2 separate regions of the Hordeum vulgare genome follow, and region 1 is linked to region 2. The links are chromatin contacts, called in public Hi-C maps. All regions are on one chromosome and are shown on one strand. The core of a region is the stretch at or near the end of the contact, and the rest is flanking DNA. Distances in the headings are between cores, read along the strand shown. Region 1 has its middle 16 kb from the start of LOC123431037. Region 2 has its middle 17 kb from the start of LOC123431034.

Region 1 (2,700 bases), core at 128-2,627, 300 kb before region 2:
TGCTAGCCCCAGCGCTAGCGATCAGGTAGAAGTAGATCTAGCTACGGCAATCGATCAGGAGAAAGGGAGATGCAGATCCATTGGCAGAAATTGTATGACGGAGATCGATGTCTAGGCGCACAGGCGCGATTTTCATCTCGCGACTCGGTGACGTGGCTGTCCTCATTCCTCCCGCGGGCCCGTTGTACCCAAATGCTAAATAGTACTTCAGGCCATACATGATACATAGGCCATCTTACATACTTCATCTGTTTTAAAATAACTGTCACAACTTTTTATTAGTTTTAATACAAATTTATACTAAGCTTAAGACATTTATTTTGAGACGGAAGGAGTATTAGCTAGCTAGGGGCCCCCTGGGCTAGAAGGGTCCGGGACGGCCGTCCCCCCTGACGCACGCAGTGAACCCAGACTGGGCCGGCCCATGGTGTAGCGATCACGTCCGTGTTGTAGCGTCCGTATTGAAACAGCCCATCTTCGGCTCATCCACAACTGGGTCGGCCCAGCTTATTTTTTTTTGTTTCAAAAAAATCAAATAATTGTTTTTCTGTTTTCTTCTAATCTCGGAACATTTATTCAAATTTACGAACATTTTTTCTTAAAAATCCTAAACTTTTTTATAAATATTCCAGAACATTTTTCCCAATTCGAAAACCTTTTTCCAAATTCCAGAACAATTTTACTAAATTCCGGAACTGTTTTATAAATTTCTGAACATTTTCTTAAATTCCGGAACATTTTGTAAATTCCAGAACATGGTTTCATATTACGGAACATTTTTCTAAATTCAAAAATATTTTTTCAAATTAAGGAACAATTTTCAAATTCTGGAAGATTTTTTCAAATTCCGGAACATTTTATAAAATTCCCTAATATTTTTCAAATTCTGAAATATTTTTTAAAATTCCGGAACATTTTTTAAATTCCGAAAGATTTTTCAAATTTTGGATTTTTTTAATTACGGATCATTTTTAAAAGCCAGAACATTTTTGAAACAGAAAAACAGAATAAGACAGCGAAGAAAGTCAAAAACAAAAACAAAAGTTTGCGCGAATGGTTTTAAGTTTTGTCGTCGCTGTTAGTTTTGTTTAGATTTCAAGTTGTTCTTCATTCACGTACAGGATTCAATCGGGGTGGCTAGCGTAGCTTGTACCTCATCAGGAGTTTGCAGGTTTGATACCTACCACGAACACTTTTTACGGTGTTTTATCTCGCGAATCAAAACCACCTGAATGGCCGGCCCAGTGTGAGCTGCCACCTGTGCGAAGTTTAAGACACTTATTTTGAAACGGAAGGGAGTATTAGCTAGCTAGGGCCCCCCTGCATTAGAGGGGCCCGGGACGGCCGTCCCCCTGACGCACGCAGTGAACCCAGACTGGGCCGGCCCATGGTGTAGCGATCACGTCCGCGCTGTAGCACTTGTATTGGGCCAGCCCATCTTTGGCTCACCCACAACTGGGCCGGGCCAGCTTATTTTTTTTGTTTCAAAAAAAATCAAATAATTGTTTTTCTGTTTTCTTCAAATCTCGAAACATTTATTGAAATTTCTGAACATTTTTTCCTAAAAATACTAAACATTTTAATAAATATTCCAGAACATTTTTCCCAATTCCGAAACATTTTTTCAAATTCCAGAACATTTTTACAAAATTCCGGAACATTTTTATAAATTCCAGAACATTTTTGTAAATTCCAGAACATTGTTACATATTACGGAACATTTTTTAAATTCAAAAATACATTTGCAAATTCTGGAACATTTTTTCAAATTACGGAACTTTTTTTAAAATTCCAGAACATTTTTTTAAAATTCCCTAACATTTTTCAAATTCCGAAACATTTTTTCAATTTCCATAGCACTTTTTCAAATTGCAGAAGATTTTCCAAATTTTGGATTTTTTTAAATTACGGAACATTTTTTAAAAGCCAGAACATTTTTGAAACAAAAAAAAAAGAATAAGACTGTGAAGAAAATCAAAAACAAAAACAAAAGTTTGCGCGAAGGGTTTTAAGTTATGTCGTCGCTGTTAGTTTTGTTTAGATTTCACGTTGTTCTTCATTCACGTACAGGATTCAATTGGGGTGGCTAGCGTAGCTTGTACCTCATCAGGAGGTTGCCGGTTTGATACCTACCATGAACACTTTTTGCGGTGTTTTGTCTCGCGAATCAAAACCACCCAAATGGGCTGGCCGAGTGTGACCTGCCCCCTTGCGAACCGGCGACTAGTTGTCGCAATGAGCAGCGTATAGGACCCCCCCTAGCACGGAAATTTTTATGCTACGACTGTTGAACGATCGGGATTCCACATTCAAGTGAGATCTAAAGGCAAGGGAGGCGGCCGATATGGTCATATGTTGCTCGCTCGCCGTGCCTTAGTACCAAATTATCAGTACTTACAGTTGGTTCCATTTCAGATTTCACACATTCTGGTGTAGCTTTCCACAAGAGTCCAACTTTAGTTTCAAATCTCTTCTTTAGTTCTAGAAGATGCTATAGGTACCCCTCATTTAAGGTAGAAATTGTCATTGAGGTGAGGTACTCATAATCACTGTCATGTACATCAGAACTTCCATTTTCTTCCCTGCCTCCTGTTGCTCCTACGGCAATGGGAGGGGATCAAATCCCTTTTCAGCAATCTCTTGTAGCAGCTCCTTTGATTCTCGCAAAGGATCTTGATATCACCACTGAGAACACAAGAG
Region 2 (2,970 bases), core at 351-2,850:
ATGCCATAGTAGACTGGATCTGTATGAATCTAGACATCAACAATTAGCCTGAGAATCTAACCAGCAAAACCCATTACTCCATTAACAATACTTACTCAAACTAAATTACAACATAGATTCAATGCATTTGGTTTGAGTCTCATCTTTTTTTTTACTGAATTTGAATCTCATCTTTTACTAAGAGAAGTCACAATCAAACATGCCATACGATTACGACCGACATGGTATAAACAGAAAATAGAAAAGGGATAAACATAGTAACAGTACCTCCATCATGATTCCTCTCATTGTTTCAGAATTGTTAGGAGCACATTTACCTATCCTCAAGCAAAAATCACCCAGTTGATACTGGAATCCCTGTAGATGGAAATTGACATGAATGTGAATAAACAAACTTTCATATGATACAATAATGCGACAAGCACATAGTAATATAATATATATAAGCACAATATAAATAAGACAGAAGATGCAATATATGACAAAGGACAAAATAAAGGGTTATAGAGCATAAATACAAGCAACATCCTAGTAGCTTCAGTGTGAGACTCGATGATCAATTGAGTTATATGCGATTTTTTGTTGATCGCTACTACTTGAAAGGCACCAGAAATTATAATTCAAGCTGGAAACTGGTAGAATCGACTATGTTGTCACAGTTGTTATCTTTAAAGATGTCATCTTCATTAAGCAAACCTTGCAAAAAAGAACTATAGTTATTTAAGCAAATATGGCTTGAGTCACAATTTCAGGAGAAAACAGCACAAACTTATCGTTGAACCTGCTATTGGAATTTGGAACTCCAACAATTTAATCGTCACTGGTTCAATTACATAAACAAAAGAAATTGTACAGAATTAAATCGTCAGGTGTGAGACCAAAGGAGAAATTGTAAGGGTAGGGAAGGAAACAAGTTGACCTCAAAGTTGAGGCTGACACGAGCCTTGTAGGACTGGAGCTTCTCCATGACATGGGGGAAGGCAGCGTCGGCCTGTAGGACGAGCCGATGACTCCGGAGGATGGAGAAGTAGAGTCCGGGGTGCTCGTGGAGCGCGACGCCAAGGAGCTCGCCCGGCACGTCTGGAGGCAGCCGCCCGCCGGCGCCCATGCTGTCTCGCGTGATCGGGCGGTAGGAGATGATGGAGGTCTTCCAGCGGCCGTCCTTTGTGCCGCCGAGGGACTCCGCGCAGCTACAGGCCTCCGCCAGGATCTGGCTGTTGAGCGTCGCTCCAGGGTTTGGGTGCCAGTGCATCAGCCTGCGCCGGGGCAACGTACAGACCGGGTGAACTAGCGGCTGGGAGCCGTGGGAAGAGATTTGGAGGAAGAGGCGCGAGCATGGTACCACTTGGCGGGGGCCATGGCGGCGAGGAGGGGCGACGGCGACGGCGACGGCGACGGCGATCTCTTGCCGGGGTGCGGCCGCCAGGCTTGGCGAGACGGGACGGGAGTAGTATGAGATTCCTTCTTTCTTACGCGTACATAGGCTATTGAATGGATATGGGCTGTATCTCCGGAAACAGGCCTATTGGGTTGGCCTCCAAAGAGCAACTGCTACACCACGCACGGCTTGTTATGTTAATCATGGGATGTCCTATATGCCGCATTATGCAGCAGATCGACTAGGCTTCGCACAGGGTAACCTTCACCTTAGCTGGCCCACGTAGGAGCTACCAGTAGTGTAAAAAGCACTGCAAAAATGAGGCGCACTATCTCTATTTTGAATTCACGATCTACCTGTAATAATGCATGTACATAACCAATCGAACTAGTACATGCTGGTGTTGGATATGTAGCGTGTAATAATTTAGGACAAACTACATCAGCAGATCCGAATATTACCCCTTTTTCAAACACTTCATGAAAAAACTGACTACTTCTTCAAAACGATACCCAATTTTTTTAAAACACAAAAAAGTTTTGAAATAATTACCCAAAAATCATACTTTTCAAAATTTCAAAACGGGAAGAACATATGAATTTGTGAATTTTTTTTCAAAAACGGGAACATTTTTTCACAAATGCGAATTTTTTTTGAAAAATATGTGACCAATATTTGAATGCAAGTATATTTGAAATCTGAATTTTGTTCTGAATTTGTAATCAGAAATTAAAAAACGAATATTTTCTGAAAACACGAACGTTTTGGACAAAAGGGATAATTTTTGCATCTGTCAAAAAATAAGTTCCTTTTACAAAACGTGGACCTCCTGCAACTGAGTTTTCCGAATTATGAACATTTTCTTCAAAATGCACATAGTTTTTAAATTTACAAAAAAAATTTGACAAACATAAACAGTTTGATAATCTGAACATTTAGTAAATTTCTGAACTAATATGGAAACCTGGTATATTTCTTGAAATTCCTAAAACAATTATAAATTTCAAAACAAAATTTGGAAACAGTAACATTTATTAATTTATAAACAAAAATTAAATGGAATTTGTTTTTTGCAATTTCAAACAAATTTTTAAAACATGAAATTTTTTCAAATTTGTGAAAAAAAATTATAAATAGGAACAATTATTTAAATGACGACCATAATTTGAATATTTAGAACAAACTTTGAAAATGCCAATTTTTTTTGGAATAGGTGAACAAAATATTGAAAAACAAGAACCTTCTTTGCAATTCCCAAACTATTTTTGAAGAATGCAAATATAAAATTTTATTTTTTTTCATTTTTTTCTCCAAATATGACCTTTTTTCAAAATTTCAAACGTTTTAAAAAGCAATAATATTTTTCCAGAATTAAGAATGATTTCGAAAATGAACTTTGTTTAAAAAATATAAATAACATTGGAAAAGAAAAAAGGAAAAAGGAACAAAAAGAAAAAGAAGATGAAAAAATTAAACCTTTTTTTAAAGGAACAATTTGTAAAATTCAAGAACGTTTTATAATTTGTGAACAAGATAATATGGACATTTTTTGAAATGCCCAAATTCTTTTGAGTTTGTGAACAAAATTTAAA

What was found. Hi-C and Micro-C count contacts between places; a contact is called where the count stands out from the background.
Region 1: a Hi-C map of leaf shows a contact between it and region 2, with 2.6 times the contacts expected there. The contact joins two enhancer-like sites. A contact is called at or near these places in 2 of 6 Hi-C or Micro-C datasets (leaf and seedling).

The regions. Positions count from the first base shown.
Region 1 is chr2H:634,823,033-634,825,732 of MorexV3_pseudomolecules_assembly, reverse strand. No RefSeq gene overlaps it. Among protein-coding and RNA genes, the nearest start is that of LOC123431037, 16 kb to the left of the region's middle. Within about 2 kb of position 1,377, at least 2 of the 3 cell types and tissues checked have open chromatin away from gene starts, as enhancers often do. A contact at or near this core is called in leaf, where this site is marked.
Region 2 is chr2H:634,522,636-634,525,605 of MorexV3_pseudomolecules_assembly, reverse strand. It overlaps the pseudogene LOC123431033. Among protein-coding and RNA genes, the nearest start is that of LOC123431034, 17 kb to the left of the region's middle. Within about 2 kb of position 1,600, at least 3 of the 3 cell types and tissues checked have open chromatin away from gene starts, as enhancers often do. A contact at or near this core is called in leaf, where this site is marked.